Linked DNA regions of Mus musculus: region 2 is linked to region 1. The links are chromatin contacts, called in public promoter capture Hi-C maps. All regions are on one chromosome and are shown on one strand. Each heading gives the region's core, a stretch centred on a gene start, on an enhancer-like site or on the middle of the called end of the contact. The rest is flanking DNA. Distances are from core to core; before and after follow the strand shown.

Region 1 (5,681 bases), core at 1,215-3,714:
GCTTAAGACATTGTATCATAAGAGTGCAGAGTTTTTATTTCCTAGCTAGCACTGCCATGTATGGTAACAAGCTTAGATAAATAATAAAAACCAGTTTTCAGGTAATAATAGTGAATCACAGGGTCAGAATTTGCACCCAGGACGCTGACTTCGAAGTTCAAATGATACCACCTCCTAAGGTGGCAAGAGTTCTCAACACCACAGAAAGGAAAAGGACTTGTCTGAAGCTATCAAGTTGTCAAGTACACGTGCCCAAGAGTAGAAATTACGTCCAGTTTGGTAAGAAACACACAATGAACTGAACCTAGACAACTCAAATAATAGACTAGGCCTGGACAAGCTTAGAAGAAATACTTGATACTAAGTGTTCCTTTCTCTTTAAGATTCTTTGATTTTTTTTTCCCCTATTTGAAACTTTTTTTTTTTAAGTTCCAAAAAGTAACCCCACATAGAAGAAAGACTCCAGGGGCTTGAGTAGGAAGCTAAAACAAACTGGTTTAAGCCAGTGCACTTCAGGATCCCAGTATACCTACAGCAAAGCATTAGTATCTTTGGTACATGAGACCAGGACTATCTCACCTCACTCCGAAGGAACTATAGGCTATTCAGAGTTGATGTGCCTTGTCTGTTTAGGGCCCTCCAGATGCCGCAGGATTTCAAACAAATGACAGACCTCTAAAAGATGCTGAGATAGTAGAATTCCTGACCACCCACTGCCCATTGTGTTATACGGTGTTAGGTAACAGTCACCTAATATTAAAGCCAGCTTCAGAGAGAAGAGATTCACCTACAAATCGCCACAGGAGTCTGCCAGGCAGCTGCTAACTGGAAGGAGCCTAGTGGAGCATTCAAAGCAGTTACCCCAATAACCCCAGGGCTGATGTCATGAACTTTCACATTCTGAGGTGAATCAGAGCAAATCCTATGTTATCCCAGGGTTTTCCCCTACCAAAGAACATGGCCACTTGGGGAATGGGTGCTAAAACTTGAATTTCCAAGAAACTTTAGTTTCAGGGCAGGAATGTTCAACCTGTGGGTCGCGACCCCTCTGTGAGTCACATGACCCTTTCACGGGGCTCACCTAGGACCATCAGAAAACACAGATATTTACATTAGGATTTGTAACAGTAGCAAAAATACAGCTATAAAGCAGCAACAAAAATAATTTTAAGATGGGGGGATCACCACTACATGGGAAACAGCATTAAATTGTCACAGCATTAAGAAAGCTGAGAACCTGTTTTAGCGGCGTTTAAACTTCAGGGTTTGTTTACAACAAAAATCACTCATGCTTATTAAAGTCTTTTACAACGATCTTTCCTTACAGAAAGGCTAAGAACATGTGAGGGCATTTAAAAACACGGGGGCGTAGAGGGGTAGGAGTGAAGTTTTCCAACGAGACCGGTGAAAGGAAGTATTCAGCCTGGAAGTGGGCACCTGGGTACGTGCAATGTAGTATTCTTAATATAGCCAACCATCTAATTCCCCAAAACTGGGGCAGCACAGCTATTCTACCTAACTTACTGAGGATCTGGCCCAGGGAGTATCAGGAAGGGAGTCTGAAACTGGCAGTCCTTGAGAGTTGCTGAAAGCATTCTGATGTTTGTCTACCGGCGGGCAGAAAATAAGTCGTGACTTCTCAATTCTTAGGTAAGCCTCTGCCTGGAAGACTGAACCTGGAACCGCTACAGGCCTAGGGTAAACGTCCCGGAAGGGTGGAGGGTAAGGAAGCTGGATGGTTCCAGGAAGTGAGTGGGGAGGAGGAAGCTGTGGAACTGGAGCTGAGCCCACCGCATGGCTTCCCGGACGCCTGGCAGAGGGAGTCCCTGGCCAAGGTGCGCAGCATCACGCGCGCTCTTGGTAGGACTGACCCTTCGGTTCCCGACATCACTGAACCTCTGGCCCTGATTGCGGTTGTTTAAAATAAATAAATAATTTTTTAAAAGGTTGCGAAGTGGGCGGCGGCTAGGGTTTCTGTAGCTGAGTCACAGCTTTGCCAACTTTCACAACATTTCCCAGAAAAAAAAAAAAAAAAGACTCAGCCAAAGCCCACCACTCTCGTCCCCAGTTCTGTGTCATTTGACCCTCTGGGGGGGAGGAGGGGAAGGTAACGTCAGCCAGTACCACAACTAGTCCCCACTCAGCATGCAACTTCTCACCAGCGCCAAGCCTCGTGGTACCTGGAGCGCTAGCCAAGTGCCACCAAGCTCGGATGGAAGGAAGAAAAGAGAGCCGCGTCCTCACCTGCAGGACACTGACACCTCCACTCGTGTGGCGGGGATGGCCGCACTCAGCTGGTTCAAGTCCCCGATGCCCGTGGCGCTGGTGTAGCGGCTGTCCATCTCGAGCTGAGGAACGGAGCACTTGTCCCGAGCCCACATCCAAGCTGCGGCGGGCTGAGCGCTGCTCGGAGCGGAGCTCCGCACCGACGGGAAGGGGTGAGGGTGGAGGCAGAGGAAGGAGGCGGAGGCGGCGCGGGAAGGGGAGGGAGGAGGCGGACCTCGTCGCGAATCCGGCGACCGAGCCAGTCCTGGCAAAGCCGCCTCGGTCTCCCAAGTGGCGCTCCGGGCTGCTCCCGCCCTGGGGCAGCCCCCGGGCGGTGACTGGGTCTGCAGCTCGGGGGCTCTGGGCGTAGGGCGCAGAGACAGTAGGTGACCCGGACAGACACCGCGCCGTCTAGTGGGAGAGCCCCAGGCGCCGGCGATTGCCCCCCGCCCCAGCTGATATGCTCCCCACTTCGGGCTACTGGACTGATGTGGTGGTGGGGCAAGGGATGGCCACCAGCCTTTGACTCCTGGTGCAGAGGGGCGTGCCAATATATGGGGCAAGCTTGGGTGGAGTGGACGCTGTTGGGACAATCGCAGCGTTATAAGAGAGGTTTCAATGCGTCTGCCATCCCCTGCAACTTTTAGGCGAGGGTCTCCTTAAGGCAAGATCGGCGCCTTGCAACGCACTTGCCAAACCGCAGGGATTTCTGCCCTGAGGCCCGGGAGGTCGTAATAATAACTTATAATCTAGCTCCTCCTCAATCCTGCTCCTCAAGACCTGAAAGCAGGGCAGCGTAAAGCAGATGAGCAGCTCGGGTGACCGGGGAGTTTAGCAAATAGATTCCTGGCGGCGCGACTGGGAGTGGGCAAGACGCGGGGCGCCGCCGCAGCTTGCCGGGTAACCCCCACTTTCCTGCGCACACCTGACCCGAGGCGTCACTGCGGGTCTTCTGGCGATGGCCGCCAGGGGGCGGTGGAGAGCAGGGCGCCCAGCCTCAGGAGGGAGCGTGGCTGGCTCTAGCCCTGGCTCACCTGGAGAATCCTGGGCTTGTGACTGGTCTCCCTTGTGGTATTTTAATCCACTTGGAGCCACTTCCTTAAAGAATCTGTGTGGTTGCAGGGGAAATAGAGTGTAGATGCTTGCCGCTCTTCCCTGCCCCAAATGTTTGCGTCACTTTGGTCTTGTTTGCTTTCCCTGGTCGCCCCGCCCTCCCTTCACCACCCCTTAAATCCACCAGTTCTGTTTTTCTTTCTCTTCCCCCTATCACAAATTAAACTGCAGCTGATGACTAGAATTTTCCCTCAAGCTCTCTTATTGATGCCTGAAATTGATTTGGTGGAGGAGGTCTAGAGGGTTTTTTTTTTTAAGCAAACTAGAATTTTATTTTGCAGGCACCTCCTGAAGAAATAAAAGGTAAGGACTTTAGTGCTCAACCCAGAGGCCTTCTCCGAATTTTCCACTTTATCTAGGTCCATATGTGTGTGTATCTGAATGCATTGATTTACATGCACAATAGCATGCAGGTATTTAAAGTGTGCCCTCTGATGGATTACGATCGGTATCAACCCGCTAAACCATCACCACACCAAAATAATAAACCATTCCCTCGCCCCAAAAGCTTCTTGTGTCTCTTTTGTAATCAATCCCTGCTTTCGCCATTAAAACAACACTTCATCTTTAATTTAAATACCACAGAATATGGCACACTCCATGCCTAACCCGGTTTCTTTCCGTCTGTAAAATTCTTTGCAGTTTCATCTACGATAACAGGTGCATCAATAGTGAATAATCTTCCTTTTAGAGACTTGCCACAAATTGGTCACCCACTCATCTTGATGAACAGTGTACTTGCCCCTGGGTTTGGGCTATTACATACGAGACTGCTGTGAACGCTGGCATATGGGTCTTTTGTGGGCATAAGCTTTCATCACACTGGGCAAGTAGAAATAGAATAGCCAGATGAAAGTGGAAGAGTACACGTAATTTCTTAAGAAATTACTGAATTGTTTTTACAAACTAGTTTTACTATTTTCTATCCTAAAGTAATATATGATGGCCAATTTTATCTATGAGAGTTTTTTTGTTTGTTTGTTTGCTGTTTTGGTTTAGTTTATGCCCATGTCAATGCTAAAAACCCTTGGCATATATATATATATATATATATATATGTATATATATATATGTATATATATATATTATACACACATACATACATATATAAAAATATATTTTGTTTTCTTCTTGTAATTTTAGTTTCAGAATTTACATTTGGGTCTATGGTTTCTTTTAAAGAATGTTTTAAAATTATCTTAAAGTAATCTTTGCCAAAAAATCAACATAGCAAATAAGTTCACTCTTGGACACTGCCTTGTTCTGTTGACCTGTCTGTCTCTGTTTAAACCAGAATCAGAGTGTCTTAACTACTACGGCAACAGGATATTTTTAATTGATTCCTTTCCAAAGAGTTTGGCCACTTTAAAATGTTTGTATTTTCCTCACAGAATTCAGATTCACCTTGACAATGTCTATAAAAATTCCTAAATTTTTAATTGAGCTTATGTTTATCCTAGACATGGTCCCTAATAGAGAGGAACTGGCATCTTATCAGAATTCATCTTCTGACCGCAAACACTGTACAATTTGCCATGTTTTTTAGGCCTTCCTTAATATGTGTCAGGTTTGACTTGTTGGTACCATAGGAAGAGACTGGAGGAAACACAGTGAGGCAGAGACTGAAGCTGCTCTGTACTTTCCTGGGGAACTCCAGACAACTGCAACCTCTGACAGAGGCAGGAGTTCGCACTTGACACTTTGAAGAGAATGTGGCCCTGGGAGTCAGTCAGGTTTACAACTTTCAGTTCTGTGAGACTGCAAGCTCCATTGTTTGAAGCCTGCCAGTTTGTGGCCATATTGTCTCAGCCTTAGGAAAGGTAAACACTGGGTGGAAATGTTAATTCCATGCCGATTGCTTAAGCTCAATACTAATGAGCGTAGCCTAAGGAGGCAAGCTTTGATGATAGAGCAAAGAATATGTGGAGTACAGCTTCCCATTAATAAATCCGACCCGAGCACAGAACTACAATCATTAAAAATAAATGTATCGGTGTGAACTTTAGCTTTTCCACCTGTGCTTTTCTTTAGAAAATGTACTAACAGCATGTGTTAAAACGCATTCAGGTAAACAATGTGTGTAGCCTTGTGATGTGCTAAAAGCAAAGATGAATTATTCACCAGAGCAGTCATTTGGCAAACACTGCCTGGATGTCCCCCTCGGCACTGGACACTGTTAGATCTGAAAGAGGAAATAAAATAGCAGATAAGGACCTTGTAGGGTGTCTTGGGGTTTTTACTGCTGTGAACAGACACCATGACTAAAGGCAAGTCTTAGAAGGACAACATTAAATTGGGGCTGG
Region 2 (5,930 bases), core at 2,486-4,985, 990 kb after region 1:
TTATGAATCTTAGTTGTTATGGATACATCTATAAAACACATTGGAACCTAAGGCTGAGGGAACATTGTGTAAGAAGTAGAAAGATTGTAGTTGCCAGATCAAGGACTTTGCTGTGAGATTGTACCTCCTAGTAAAGTCAAAAGGTCTCATCAACAAAACTGCCTGAACAAAGACAGCATTGTCTAATGACAAAGTACATGAGGGAAAGACCACAGGCCTTAAGTCTGTAAAAAGAATTATAGGCAAATAAGGAATGCTGAAATAAGAGAAAGAGTTTTACTTGGGGAAGATGCACAAAAAAATTGGTTGTCCAGTACCAAATAGTCGGCTACGAAAATATGCATACACCAGGCAGTGGTGGCGCACAGCTTTAATCCCAGCACTTGGGAGGCAGAGGCAGGCGGATTTCTGAGTTCGAGGCCAGCCTGGTCTACAGAGTGAGTTCCAGGACAACCAGGGCTACACAGATAAACCCTGTCTCAAAAAAAAAAACCAAAATACAAAAACATAAATAGAAAAAAAAAAGAAAATATGCATACAAGTAACATTGTACAGACTGAGAAGGTTATATTTAGGAATATATTATTAGAATAATAATTAGGGATAATACATTATCATGCTAAATATTGTTCTCTCTCTCTCTCTCTCTCTATATATATATATATATATATATATATATATATATATTATCACACACACACACTTATTTCTCACATATCCTCCCATCTGTGTAATACTGTATACTGTGTTACTCTTTCCCTGGCTCTTTATCCAAATAATTTGATGATAAAAGTAAGCTTCATCTATTGTACACACTGTAGCTTATGTAAGGATTTCAGGATGGAATGTGTGGCACCTCATATGGAAATCTAACTTGGTGTGCTCTTTGTGTCTGTTAGTAAAGAAAACACCTGTTCCTGATTCACAGGAAGTCACTAGGAGCTGGATAAACCGTGCTTCCTGGGCCTGTCCCCTCGGTGACCCCAGTGGTACTGTTTCTTCCTCTGGAGAAGAGATACACAGAGGATACTGTGTCCCTGAATCATGGCTGTTTGAACAATTCTTTTACCATAAGTGCCAGGGCTATTCTAACCTTTAGGACCTTCTGCACTATAGATGGATGTGATTCATGTTATATTTTTGTTACTGTTAAGAGACAGTATCTTTTTATATTAAATCTTCCTATTTATTACTCCTATTATTTTTCTCATTTATTTGTGTGTTTTATGAGTTTGATCATTTCTTTGCAAAAGTTTTGTATATCTGTATGTTTAGACTTATCCCCATTCTTTTTCTCATTGTTGATTCACACACACAATTGGACTCATCTTCCTGAGCATATTCTTTATAGAGATGAGCATAGTTTTCTTAGACTTCCTGCTCATTTACAGTAAACTTACATTTTCCTCGAAATGCCTGTTGGGGTGCTGCTGTCTCTCCAGTGACATATTAAAAACTCTTCAAGTTAATTGGTTCTTCCATATGAAAGCCCCAGCCATTTACCATTTTCCTTTTGTTTACTTTTTCTTTCTTCTGATGGCAGAATATCTGAGTTTTAATGAATCACAAATGTTAATGTTGTGTGTCTTCTGTCACTGCGTTTGCTTTTAATGCTGGGCTAAATAACGTTTACTATCCAGTGCCTCCTAATTATTTTTTATTTGCTTTTTAACCCATCTGTAATTTGTTTTGGTGTTTGCTGTGGTTGGCCATGTCAGTTTTATTTCTTTCTTCCTCAGAAGTTAGGTAAACATTGAGTGTTATTTTACTATTCTTTGACTACTTAGTTATGAACTTCTGTCTGCAGCCATCATCTTCATTCTCGTTAACTGGGAAGTTAATGAGTCTTGGAAATTTAGTCAATCAATTCATCACATTTAAAACTCAAGGACACTTTGCCCTAAGGTGTACTGGCTTCTGGCAAATGTTTCCAGCAGAGAGCTCAAAGTACACCCTGTTTGGTGCCCTGCTGAGTATGGAGTCCTACAGGTGGATGATAGTCCTACAAGGGGACTTTGGAAACACGGTGTCACTTAGAATTTTCTTTTGAAGGGACATAAGTCTCAATTTCTGGCAAGGTTTTTGGTGTGTGTGTGTGTGTGTGTGTGTGTGTGTGTGTGTGTGTGTGTGTGTTTTAACAAGAAGTAAATAAAATACGGGGGAAAAAAGAAAAGAAAATCTGAGGTCCTCATGTCATGAAAGCGCATAGAAGAGGTAATATAGGTCTCATATATGTCATCAGCTGAGAGTTTTGTCATTATGGAAAATTACACACAGAGAGGAGCAATGCCCCAGGAATTCATCTCTTACCTTCCACAATTCCCAGTTCATTTCATGTCTAATTCTTCCCGTTTTGACCCCACCCTTCAATCGTGGGTTACTTGGAAGCAAATCCTAACTATTCTAGCCTTGCAAATATTAGCACTTTACTACCACGCAAAGGTGAAAACCCTTGGCAACAAGAAGCACTCAGTGAGTACCCAAGCTGATGGAAACTTGCTTTCTTGTTCTGCTGAAAGTGCAGAGTGTGGACAAACTTTCAGCCTGACCTTCAGTTGTGTCTTGGCTCTCAACCCGCCTCTCAAACCCCTCCACCTCTTACCCATCCCAAAGACATTTCCTCAGACAGGAAAGAACTCCTCATCCGTTTGTGAATTGTTATCAGAATGTTAACGAACTAGAAGCCAGGAAATAAATTAACTGCTCTAATTCTCCTTCGGGGTAAATAACCTTGAGGTTGGGTCATCTGAGACCATAGAACATCCAAGCCTTGACTACAGCACTGTACCAGAGACTTCTCTTCTTGAAAAACCTTACTACGTGAGCATTTTCTTTTGCTTTCTTCTTGGGATGCAACATCTTCTTCACAGGGATGCTTTAGCACTGTGCCTTGCAGATCTGTCCCCTTCTCCCCCGCCCCCTCCCCTTTCTTCTCCTGCTTCAACTCTTCATTTACCTCTTCTCCTTCCCCCTCCCCCTCTCCCCCTGCTCTCTCCCTCTCTCTTCTTCCTCTACTTCTTCCTCCCTCTCCTTTTCCCTTCCCTTTCTCCCCTCCCCCCATTCCTTCTTTCTAGGTAGGCTCTTATAGCCCAGGCTGGCCTTGAACTTGTATGAAGCAAGGATGGCCTCCGATTTCTTTGGTTCTTGTCTTCACCTCCCAGGTGCTGGAATTAGCAGTTGCCCCGGCTTTCAGAATACCCCTTTTAACTTTAGAGGCCCGGGCAGCAGTACTAATAACTAGTTCAGACCAAGAATGCCGTTTAAAGACTGTTTCTTCCAACCTTAGCTTCACTGACTCTGCTGTGAGTTCCATCCTTGAGAGCTGAATCAGAGCTCCCAGATCCTGCCTGCAAACTCAAAACAGAGAGAGGCCTTTTGGCAACCACAACCAGAGCTCAGGATAACCAACAAGCAAACAACTCCTAAAGCCCATGTAGCTGGCCGATTTTGATTGTTAAACGCTGCATTCTTTGGGGAGCAAATTACTCCTCTCCCTATAGGGGGAACTCTTAAAAGAAACCGCTTTCCTGAAAGGGGCCAACTGGGCGGTGTCCTCCTTTCCCAACGCCCCTTTGCTATTCTTAGTGGCGGGGTGGCGGCTTTCGCTTTTCCCCGGCGGAGTTCCCAGCGGCGCGATGCGGCTGGGCAGGCCGGGCTGAGACTGGGCAGGGGCGGTCGCCGTCACCGTCTGGGCGCGGCTGGGGACCGAGGGCTGGGCCTGCAGCGGAGGCGGCCGAGCAGCTCTGAGAGCAGGAGCCGTCCCAGCTCGCCGCAGTCCCCGCCGGCTGCACCATGGCCAGTGGCGCCTGTCAGGGCTGCGAAGAGGAAGAGGAGGAGGAGGCTCTGAAGAAGTTGATAGTCAGGCTGAATAATGTCCAGGAAGGCAAGCAGATCGAGACGTTGCTTCAGCTCCTGGAGGACATGCTGGTGTTCACCTACTCGGACCGCGGTAATGCCTGCAGCCCCTCCCTCCTCTGCAAACTTTATCCTGCACTTGAGTCTTAATCTTGGGCACCCCACTCCTTTCCTTCAGGGAGGAAGGAGCTGAGATCCCTGGAAGATTGAAAGGATGCCAGGATGCCGTGGTTTGTGACTTTGTTTTCATCCCCCATTTGCCCCCTTCTTTTCCAGCCTCCAAGTTATTTGAAGATAAAAATTTCCACGTGCCTCTGTTGATTGTCCTGGACTCCTACATGAGAGTTGCCAGTGTACAGCAGGTAAGCGGGCCTTCCCATCTGTTCCTGAAGACTGTTCTGTGATAGGCCTTATGTCCCGGGGTCTTGAGATTTGCTTTAAGAGGGGAAATCTTGTCAAATGTTGGCAGAGGAGAAGCACCTTTGACATTATCTGGGTGGTGGTAGCAGCAAAATGAAAACAGGGCTCTTATTGGCAAGGTGAGTCCGTTAACCTTTCAAACTATTCTAAGAATGCTCCTTAATATACAGCGAGTTTCTGGTAGAGCAGTGCAGTGAATATTTCCAGCAAGGGAGGGTAATTAAAAAAACAGTAATAAAACAGTCAAGTCTAGGGTCAGTTTGCTTTTATACTTTTAAATTAGAAGACACATTTCAAGGATTCTTCCTGCAGTGTATATCACCCAGTATCTAAAGAAAGTGATGTTTCCCGAATGCCCCCTCGCCTGCCGTGTTTACATTTCTACTTTGCGGCTGTTATCATACAAAGTGGATACAAAAGTAGAACTTCTGTCTGGATCTGTGTCACAGGAAGTCCAGAAGTAGGCTATGTAATTAACTGTGATTTTAAAGCAGACTCGGATAAGTAAGAATGGCTTTCAGTCAGGACAGAATTACTTCTGAAGGTGCTAACTTCCTTTAGAGGTTTGCGATCTGGGGAACTGAAATCAGTTTTGTCATCCAAATACTGAGAGTTATTTGTCGGGGAACTCTGGAGGCACGGGAAGAATAGAATACTCCTTCATAGTCATTCTAGAGACTAAACTTTTCTTAGTCTCCAAGTTCTCTCTCTCTCTCTCTCTCTCTCTCTCTCTCTCTCTCTCTCTCTCTCTCTCCTCCTCCTCCTCCTCCTCCTCTCCTGCCTCCTCCTCTTTCTCCCTCTGTTCCCACCCTGTCAAGTTCTCACAGTATAACCCAGACTACTTAGAACTTGCCATTTTCCTGCCTCTGGCTCCCCAGTGCTATAATTATAGGTATATGTCACCATACCTGGCTCTAATTTTCTTTTAGAAAAGCATACTTTTATCTGCAGTAAATATTTTTATTTTTCCAATTGTGAAACTTTCCTATCTGACTAGTCATTTTCAGGTTGTTATCAGACAAAAATCAAGAGGAAGATGGAGGTATGATAAAGATACTGTACTTTTTAGCACCAAGAGTCTGAATTTTACCCACGGAATATGAATCATTTTGAAGGTGCTTTCTGTTCTCCACCTACATCACCCTTCTTGCTTTATATTCAAAAGTGTCTAATTCTGGCTGCCTACACTGCCAAGACCTAGACTTGGTAGTCTCACGCCTGCTTGGTACCACTGGGAAAAACTGGACCCTGATTTTCAATCAACTGAACACAGAAGGGAGTGGTAGACCTGAGAGCCCAGGGGAATCTGGAATATAGCCATTGCTTACCTCTTTCTCCTTTCATCTCTTCCTTTTGTGTCTGTCTGTCTTTGCTCTGTCTCTGTCTCTCCTCCTTCTTTCTCTGTGCTGACAAGATCTGTGACTTTAAATCTGCTAATGGAATTACTTTGATTACTGATCTATATCCCCAAACACTGTAATTTTCTCTTCCCTGTCTCCCCCCTAACTTTCCTCTTTCATTCCCCTTATCCATTTCTACTCCACTCCCTTTTTCTTCTTCATTCTCTCTTCCTCCTTCTCCTTCTCCTCCTCCTCCATTTTCTCCTCCTTCTTTCCACCCTCCTCCTCCTCCACTGCATTTTTGGTGCTGGGAAT

What was found. Promoter capture Hi-C pulls out the DNA fragments that hold promoters and counts their contacts.
Region 2: a contact with region 1 is called in a promoter capture Hi-C map of stem cell-derived epiblast-like cells, with 4 times the contacts expected there. The contact joins the promoter of Lrrk2 here to the promoter of Cpne8 in region 1. A contact is called at or near these places in 14 of 39 promoter capture datasets (cranial neural crest, embryonic stem cells, frontonasal cranial neural crest and 8 more).

What each region holds. Positions count from the first base shown.
Region 1 is chr15:90,676,924-90,682,604 of GRCm38.p6, forward strand. It overlaps Cpne8 (copine VIII), which reads right to left and starts at 2,465. Exons shown (of 20, transcript NM_025815.2): 1 at 2,245-2,465. The coding sequence starts at 2,381.
Region 2 is chr15:91,669,489-91,675,418 of GRCm38.p6, forward strand. It overlaps Lrrk2 (leucine-rich repeat kinase 2), which reads left to right and starts at 3,736. Exons shown (of 51, transcript NM_025730.3): 1 at 3,736-3,949; 2 at 4,132-4,217. The coding sequence starts at 3,793.